Regions from separate parts of the Mus musculus genome. Here all the other regions are linked to region 2. The links are chromatin contacts, called in public HiChIP or PLAC-seq maps. All regions are on one chromosome and are shown on one strand. Each heading gives the region's core, a stretch centred on a gene start, on an enhancer-like site or on the middle of the called end of the contact. The rest is flanking DNA. Distances are from core to core; before and after follow the strand shown.

Region 1 (2,700 bases), core at 114-2,613, 320 kb after region 2:
TCGAAATGATTTCTCCGTTGTTGCCAACTGGCCGACTTCTAGGGAATAATAAAATGACCCTAACCACCCTTCAGTCTTCCGGGTTTCTTCCTCACTCTGGCCCTTCCAACACCCATTTTTCCGCCCACTTCCCCGGCTTTGGCTTTTGAGCATCTCTGGAGCAGTGATTCTCAACCTCCCCATTGCTAAGATCCTTCAGTACTGTTCCTCATATTGTGCTGACTCCCAACCGTAAATTTCTGTTGCTACTTCTTAACTGTAATGTTGCTGCTGTTATGAATGTTAATGTTTTCCGATGGTCTTAGGCAACCTCTATAAAAGGATCATTGGATTCTCCCGTATGGGGTGCGACCCACAGGTTGAGAACCGCTGCTTTAACAGGACCCCCACCCTACCCCACCCCCTAAGTCCAACTACCGCTCCCCAGCATAGCCCAGGGTGGAGCTACTCTCTCCGCTTCGTCATGGAGGGCGTAGGGGGCGTGCTCTTATGACGTAAAAGGACGGGGCGGGGGAGACCTGGACAGCCTGACGGAGGGACAGAGGGGCGGAGGGAGTGGCGGGAGACCCTTGCCACGCCTTAGGACTTTCCATATTGATAAATAGGGGAAATGTGTGTTCTCAAACACCCCTAGGAAAAGAAGTATCTTACTGAAAGCCTAATTTCAAAGCTACTCACTATTTATACCGACTTTTATATGTCACACATTACTAGCTTTTCGGTTTTTCTGTCTCCATAACTGTGAAAACCTTCACGCTTCTTTTCCCGCCTCCCCCTTCAGTTTTTGCCACAGATGGTAGCGTCCGGGGCGCGCGCAGGCGTAGAGCGCTCGGGGCGGTGCCGCGGAGGGGCGGGTGACGCAGCAGCCGTCGCTGCCATTTTAAGTTGTTTGTTCTTGTTTCTTTTCCTCAAACGCGACTCAGCCCCGGACCCGGGAGGTTCCAGCGGCAGCCGCTGCTTCTGAAGCCACTCCGGTGCGGGGGGTGGGGGAACCGAGGCTGTGGCCCCGCGGACGCTCGACCTCCTCCTCCGTTGCGGCTCTCTCCCCCCATCCGTCGGGGCTCTCTCTTGGACTATCTTCCTGAACCGGACTGTTGGGCGAAGCAGGCCTCGGGAGCCGACGCTCGAACCGAGACAACTTTGCCGGGCTCACTCCGCGGACAGGCCGTAGCGCAGGGCTCCCCTCCTTCCCTCTTCCCTCCCGCGCGCTTTCCTCTTCCTCGCCGTCTCCCCCCTCCCCCTACCAACCCCGCGCCGCGTCCTTCCCTCCGTCGCCGCCCGGGGCGCCGAGCCCGACTATGGGGCCCAGGTGGGGGCTGAGTGGCGGCAGCAGCGCGCGTGGCCCGGCCACAGAGCGCAGCGCAGCGGGCATGGAGGGGCTCCGTCGGCCCGTCGTGTTCTCTTGACATGGCTCCCGCCCGCGCCACGAGCAGCGCCCCCGCCGCCGCCGCCGCCTCCTCCTCCGCAGCCGCCGCTCCGCCCGCAGGCTGCGGCTAGACGGCCCACCGACGGTCGGCCTGCGAGTCCCGCTCTCCTCTCCGCGGGGACCCCGCCCTGCCGCCTAGATCCCGGCCTCTCTGTCCCCTTGGGAAACCACCCAGCCGCCCCCACTCGGGAAACATGGGCTGTTGAACGGGAAAAGCGAATCTAGAACCCGGGAACTTCATTCCTTGCTTTTTTTTGGGGTGGGAGGGTGGGCTTCCTTTTAAGAAGTAATTATTATTAACACGATTATTCTCTTCTTTTCCCCTCCTCCCAACTGATCCTTCCTACTTAACTCTCTTCCCGCCTCCTCTACCCGGGCGGGAATTGTTTCCACATTGAAATGAGTGAGAACCCGAGTGATCCAGTGTCTCCCGTGGTGCGAGTGAGTCGCTGCCGCTGAAGGCCAGGGGTTGTGGGTGGGACCTGGGGGTCGAAGGCAGGTGATCCCCGGGCCCGGCCTGGGACGTGGGAGAACCCGCCACCTTAGCCTCAGCCATGCTCACACGAAGATAATCGAACTCCCTACCATCCCGAACTTGAACGGGGTCAAATTTATACGGAGGGCTCCCCGGGGAATGTAGAACCCACCGCAGGGCTAAGGGTGCTTGGATCCCGGGCATTAATCAGGGCTAATCACAGAGCCGGAATAACTATTAATACCGTTTAATAGACCCCCCTTTCCCTCTGCCATCATGGTTCTCCTTGGCAGCAGCGTTCGCAGCCGCCTGAGGGTGAAAACGTGGGTGATGGGGAAGTTGGTAATGACTCCGCTGTTTTTTCTCATGACTCCTTTGGGCAACAGCTGTCCACCCCCGGTATACACTGTAGTTGATTGCAGGGAAACCCTGTACCTCTCCCCTTCTTTCTCTGCTGATTTTGCACTTTTCTCTTTGCTCACCACCAAGTGTAATCAATAGCAAAGCACTGACAGTTCATAGCAGTAGTGAAATCTGAAATAACTAAGAATTAATCAGGTACTACAGCCATGGATCTGGCTGGGTAAAATCCAACTGGGGATTTCAGTTTCATTCACCTACCCTGTTTTGGTGGTTTTCAGTTTTTGGGTTTTTTGTTTTGGGGGGGGTATTTTTTTTTTCCCTGTATTTGGGAAGCAACATCACAATTTTCCCTCCCTTTTCTCAATTTCTTAATCCCTTTTCTGAAAAGGGACTATGCGAATGGGTTTCAAGGATTGGACCGGTGTCAGCTGTGTTT
Region 2 (2,700 bases), core at 197-2,696:
ACATCGGCTCAGTCTTCCAAGGCATGGACAGGCCTGTGCGTATGACCGCCCTGGAGTCTGTATTTACATAATTTGCATATGCTCCTATGCCTTTGCTGATTTTCCATGGAGTTCCACAACACTGATTCTGCAAAGACTCCTCCCTCTGCTATTTGCAATATAGACTAAGTTCTGATCACATTCTTGCTACGATAAAATATCCTGACAAAGGCGACTTCAGAGCAGGAGGCTTGTTTGTCTACAGTCACAAGCTACAGTTCTCCGTGTTGGAACAGTGAAGCCAGGAACTGGCAGCAGCCTGTCACGTCCACAGTGAGAGTAGAGCGGGAACAAATGGATGCCTGCTTTTGCTCAGCACCCTCTTGACATTTATCTGCTCCCCGCCCCAAACCCTGGGAACAGTGACACCCACAATAGGCAGATCTCCCCACCTCAATTAATGGGATCAGAATGATTGCCCCACAGATATGCCCACAGGCCAACCTCACTCTTCTGCACAGTCCCTCTCTGAGACTCTGTTTCCAGGTAGATCTAGGATGTGCCAAGTTGACAAGCAGACCTGACCATCACAGACTATTTCTCTCTTAAAATACCTTCAGAGGTTGGGATATAGTTCAACAGTACTACATCAGTCTATATAAGCCCCAGGCCATCCCCCAAAAACACCACCACTGTGAATACACTCTCTCGAGTGCACACACACGTACACACGTGCACACATGCACACACGAATGTACCCATGATTTCCTAAATGCCTTAAGGGTAATCATATTTTATGAAAAAAAAAAACCTAACAAATACTTTAAAATATACAGTACTTATACCAATCACAAGACATTAAATTACAAAAAATATAAGACTCTGTTTGACATGTTATTTTGTTTTTAATTAATAAATGTGTTTCTTTTTAGATAGTATATTTATTTGTTTGTTTGTTTGTTTGTTTATGTGTTTGTGTGGTTGTTTGTATGTGTACCACACGCATGTGCCTGCCGAGGCCAGAAAATGGCAGCAGATTCTACAAAGCTAGAGTTACGGGCAGTTGTGAGCAACTGGATATGGGCGCTGGGTATCAAACCTGGGGTGACTGCAAGAGCAACGAGACTCTTAACCACTGAACCATCTCTCAAGCCGGATTTATTTACTGGGAGGAGGGGCCACACATACCCTGCAGGGTAAGCTCTGTGGCAGGCACATCTCTACTCAGCCATCTCTCCAGCAACATGTATTATTATTTTAGCAGTAGAAGACCGAAGACAATTGAGAAAATAGGATAGCTGTCCAGAATGTAAAGATATTTACTTTTTCCTTTGGACACGCTGAACTACTCTAATTTGAGCTGGACAACACACCAAGGCCTGGGAAACTGCAATGAGCCAAAGTTGTCAGTAGGTGACAGAAGAGCACTGCACAGCACCAATTGAGCTCTTTGAGGCTGTTGAGCTGTTTGAGGTTATTGAGCTATTTGGTTGAGAGACTTACAGAGAAGCTATTCTCTTCAGGAGCACCTAAGGGGAGGAAGGCTTCCTTCCAGCACATTCCGTTCCAGGAATCACCCGTTTTTATGGGGAACCACCTAAGGCATTCAGGTTACATCTTGTAAAAGAAGAGCTCTTGTGAGGGCATACGACATCTTCATTCCTTCTGCCTTTCAGATTGAGGATAATCAGATCGTATATTTCTTTTCTAAAACAAGATGTTGGTGTGTAACCCGGGATGCTCTCAGACTCTCAGCTCTCTTCCTCCCTCCATTCCACAGTTCTGAGCTTATAAGAATTACAGACTTACCTCTGATTGGCAAGTGTCTATTTTCCCTGCAAACTCTGAGAAACTTTGTATAGCTGTATCCAAAGAAAGAAGTGTTTTCATAATGCCATAGAGAACAGTTTGAGTTTTGCTTCATTAGACAAAGCCACGTTTCTTCTTGTCTTCTGGGTCATTGCCTTCTCCTGCCTGCTCCTTTTCTAATTGTACATCTTTGGGAGACTAGGCATCAAAACAAGCCTGACTAAGGCCTTTATTTATGGATGTGCTGTCCAGTGAATACAAAAACACTAGAGTCCCTGGCTTAGTCCGGTTTTGTCAACTTGACACAAACCTAGACATTATCTGAGAAGATGAACCTCAAATGAGAAAATGCCTCCATCAGATTGCCTAGAGGAAACTCTAAGAACATTTTCTCCATTAAATATTGGTTTGAGAGGATGCAGCCTAGTGGGGGGGGGGCGTCTGGGTGTGTAAGAAAGCAGGCTGAGCAAGCCATGGTGGGCAAGCCAATGAGCACTGTTCCTCCATGGCCTCTGCTTCAGTTCCTGCTTCCAGGTCCCTGCCTTCAGATCCTGTACTGATTTCCATTTATTTCCGTTCCTTCTCTAGTTGCTCTTCATGGTGTCTTATAATAGGACTAGAGACCCTAAGACACGGGGTTCCAGAGATGGCTCAGTGGTTAGGGGAACTGACTATCCTTCCAGGGGACTTGGGTTCAAATCCCAACATCCACATGGCAGCTCACAGCGTCTGTAACTCCAAGATCTGACATTCCTACATAGACATACACTCAGGCAAAACACCAACACACATAAAATAAAGTAAATAAGATTTTTTTTAAAAAAGATGAAATAGAGGAAACCAAGACACTCCTCTAATGCTGAAAACTCTTTTGGTTTTTTTTTTTCTTTTTATCTTCCTCTTTTCTCTTCT
Region 3 (2,700 bases), core at 63-2,562, 480 kb after region 2:
TAAATATTTGACTAAGGCACCTATTCTTTTTTTGTTGTTGTTCTGCATCATTGGGAAACTTACTGTCCCTGTGAAGCTCAGTTTCCTTTTATGTAAAATGGGAATATAATGGTTTCAATCCCTAAGTGCCACTGGCAAAGTTAAATGACCAGTGCTGGTGAGAAGAGTGTTGAATTCGTGACACACAGAATCAGTCATGGGGCACTGGGAGCTTGTGCAGCTCCTGCAGTTGTTCCTGTTGTCATCAGTGTCAGAACCCACGTGTCTCCCTTTCATTTTGACTCAGGTACGTGCCCGTCAGGGATCTTCTGAGAATTTATGATAATCTCTATGGTCGGAAAGTCATCACCAAAGACGTCCTTGTTGATTGCACCTACCTTCAGTTCCTGGAAATGTAAGTGTGGACCAGAAGGGACCTCTCTGAGCACCCTTTTCGGATTTTAGTTCCAGGGGTTGCATTTCGAACTTATGGACTTCACTTCTGTCAAGGCAGTTGAGTGGTAGAAGACGCACATGGCTGGGCTGTCTCTTCACTATTTGCTTCATTTTTCTATAGCCACTGCAGCTCATGAAGATTCTTATTTGTGTTGCAGGCACGGGGAGATGTTTGCTGTTTCCAAGGTAAAGATGTGCTTTTTCTGACTCTTGGCTAAAGGATTGTATGTACACGGTGCAATGCCTTACTCCCCTGTCTCCTGCTGCAGCTCTATTCCACGTACTCTACAAAGTCCCCATTTCTGGTGGAGCAGTTCCAAGACTATTTCCTCGGAGGTCTGGATGACATGGCATTCTGGTCCACGAACATTTACCGTTTGACCAGCTTTATGCTGGAGAACGGGACCAGGTGGGTTTTGCCTTGCTAGATTCCCCACACAAAGCTTAGCATCTTCAGTTGATGAAACAAAAATCAGTGGAATACAATCTCAGAAGTGTTGTCTGAAGCCATTTGGGGAGAAAACAATGGAAACTATGAACTCTCTAACACCTGACTGGGGGACACCTGGTTGACTTGGTAAATGCTGTTCTAGGTTTAGGAACAGAGACAGAGAAGCAGATACTGCAGAACTGGGAATCACCGAGAAGTAGCTCACACACACCTCCCCATGCTCCCTAACCAAATCACTGGTGGATGGTTTGTAGAGCACAGGCTCTGCAGGAGACGGATGGAGGGCATAGGTGGGGTTGCAGCGTAGCCTCTCCTGGAAGAGCATTACCTTCATTTTGTCATCTTCAGGACCAGAGCTACTCAGAGACCAAACACAGAGCATACAGGAAGTTAGATCTTTAGAAAGAACTACCCCTAGTCCTAGGAAGCCACTGTTGATCAGAGAAACCGTACATCATCAGCATTGGGTACACATCTACCCCCCTCCAACCCCTGCCCCTGGCTGAGCTGCTGGGATGCTGGGGGTAAGAAGGAAAGGAAACTTTGAAGCCCCTGCTTCAGGGAAGGGGTGGCACTTGAAGCTTGGCTGGGCGTGTGAAGCCAGCAGTGGAGACGCAGGCTCTCTGCGCAAGAGCTATTCCCCAGAGCCGGTTCCAGGTCAGGAACTTGGAGTGTGGGTGTTGATAAGTTGATAAGAATAATATGTGATGTGTTCCTAAAAACATTTGCAATATTCACACATTATTAAGCATAATTACACATTGTTGATTTGAAATGAAATTCTCTTAAGTGCTAAGATTGACTCCTGCTTACTCCATGCAGATTTGCTTGGAAGACTCAGGAAGGGATAATTTGGTAGGGATTAGCAATCTAATATAAATTCTATTGAATTTAACCTGTTCTGTTCCGTGCTGTGCATCCATGTGTGTAGACGTCTTTGCATGTGTGTGCACGTGCATGCGTGAGGAGATCTGAGGTTGATGTGGGTGTCTTCCTCAGTTCCTCTCACCTTGTGACAGGGTCCCTTGCTGAACTCTGAGTTCACTTATTGCAGATTATCCGACTAGCTAGCTCATTCGGAGATCTCATATCTCCATCCTCTGAGCACTGACACTTCAGGTTGGCTCACCTTTCATTTATGTGAGTTCTGGAGACCCAAACCCTTATCTCCACAATTAGACAGCAAGTGTTCCACCCTCGGAGTGATCTCCCCAGCTCCAAAGTCTTATTTCAATAGTGATTCAAGTGACCTCAAAGCCTTTGCAGTGGAGTTTGGTTGTGTGTGTGTGTGTGTGTGTGTACATTCTGAAGCCAGAATGCTCTCCTCTTTTTTTTTTTTTTTTTTTTTTTTTTTTTTTTTTGTTGAGACAGTGTCTGTTATTGATCTGGATCTTGGTGATTAGGCCAGGCAGCTAGGCAGGCTGGCCTTGGAGCTCCTGAGGTCTGCTTGACTCTGCAAGCCCCCATGCCAGGCCATGGGTTCTGGGAATCAAACACAGGTCCTCATGTTTGCTTCCACTGACTGACTCATCTCCCTGGCCTGGATGAGAGTGTTTAGGTTCATGCAGCCTAGATGTAAAGAGGGTGGGGTTTGGAATTGGAGACATCTCTTTCTTACCACAGAGTTTTATGTCACAGGTTGTTAAACCTCCTAAGCTCTGATTTCCTGTTAAATGGGGATGCTCACCAGCCCATCTTGATGAAGCTGTGAGGAGTCAGTGAGAGCCCTCATGCAGGCAGCGGAGGGTCTAAAAAGCAAGTGCTTACTAAGTGCTGGCTCCATGATCATGGCTGCTATTAGGTGGAAGTTAAGG

What was found. HiChIP or PLAC-seq counts read pairs in DNA pulled down with a chosen protein or histone mark.
Region 1: a contact with region 2 is called in an H3K4me3 HiChIP or PLAC-seq map of pro-B cells, with 4 times the contacts expected there. The contact joins the promoter of BC005537 here to the enhancer-like site in region 2. A contact is called at or near these places in 10 of 39 promoter capture datasets (the 3T3-L1 cell line, 3T3-L1-derived adipocytes, cranial neural crest and 6 more), 5 of 484 Hi-C or Micro-C datasets (adipose-derived mesenchymal stem cells, cortical neurons, regulatory T cells and 1 more), 23 of 115 datasets of contacts at active chromatin or transcription factors (the 230-238 cell line, CD8 T cells, the SCID.adh cell line and 19 more) and 1 of 9 other capture datasets (liver).
Region 3: a contact with region 2 is called in a Foxp3 HiChIP or PLAC-seq map of regulatory T cells, with 13 times the contacts expected there. The contact joins two enhancer-like sites. A contact is called at or near these places in 2 of 115 datasets of contacts at active chromatin or transcription factors (effector CD8 T cells and regulatory T cells).

The regions. Positions count from the first base shown.
Region 1 is chr13:24,800,294-24,802,993 of GRCm38.p6, forward strand. It overlaps BC005537 (cDNA sequence BC005537), which reads left to right and starts at 1,364. Exons shown (of 5, transcript NM_024473.3): 1 at 1,364-2,700.
Region 2 is chr13:24,480,680-24,483,379 of GRCm38.p6, forward strand. No RefSeq gene overlaps it. Among named protein-coding and RNA genes, the nearest start is that of Gm22013, 4.7 kb to the right of the region's middle. Within about 2 kb of position 1,447, at least 15 of the 459 cell types and tissues checked have an H3K27ac peak or open chromatin away from gene starts, as enhancers often do. A contact at or near this core is called in CD8 T cells, pro-B cells and regulatory T cells, where this site is marked.
Region 3 is chr13:24,962,034-24,964,733 of GRCm38.p6, forward strand. It overlaps Gpld1 (glycosylphosphatidylinositol specific phospholipase D1), which reads left to right. Exons shown (of 26, transcript NM_008156.2): 9 at 287-394; 10 at 594-621; 11 at 705-844. Among named protein-coding and RNA genes, the nearest start is that of Gm34019, 4.9 kb to the right of the region's middle. Within about 2 kb of position 1,313, at least 5 of the 459 cell types and tissues checked have an H3K27ac peak or open chromatin away from gene starts, as enhancers often do. A contact at or near this core is called in regulatory T cells, where this site is marked.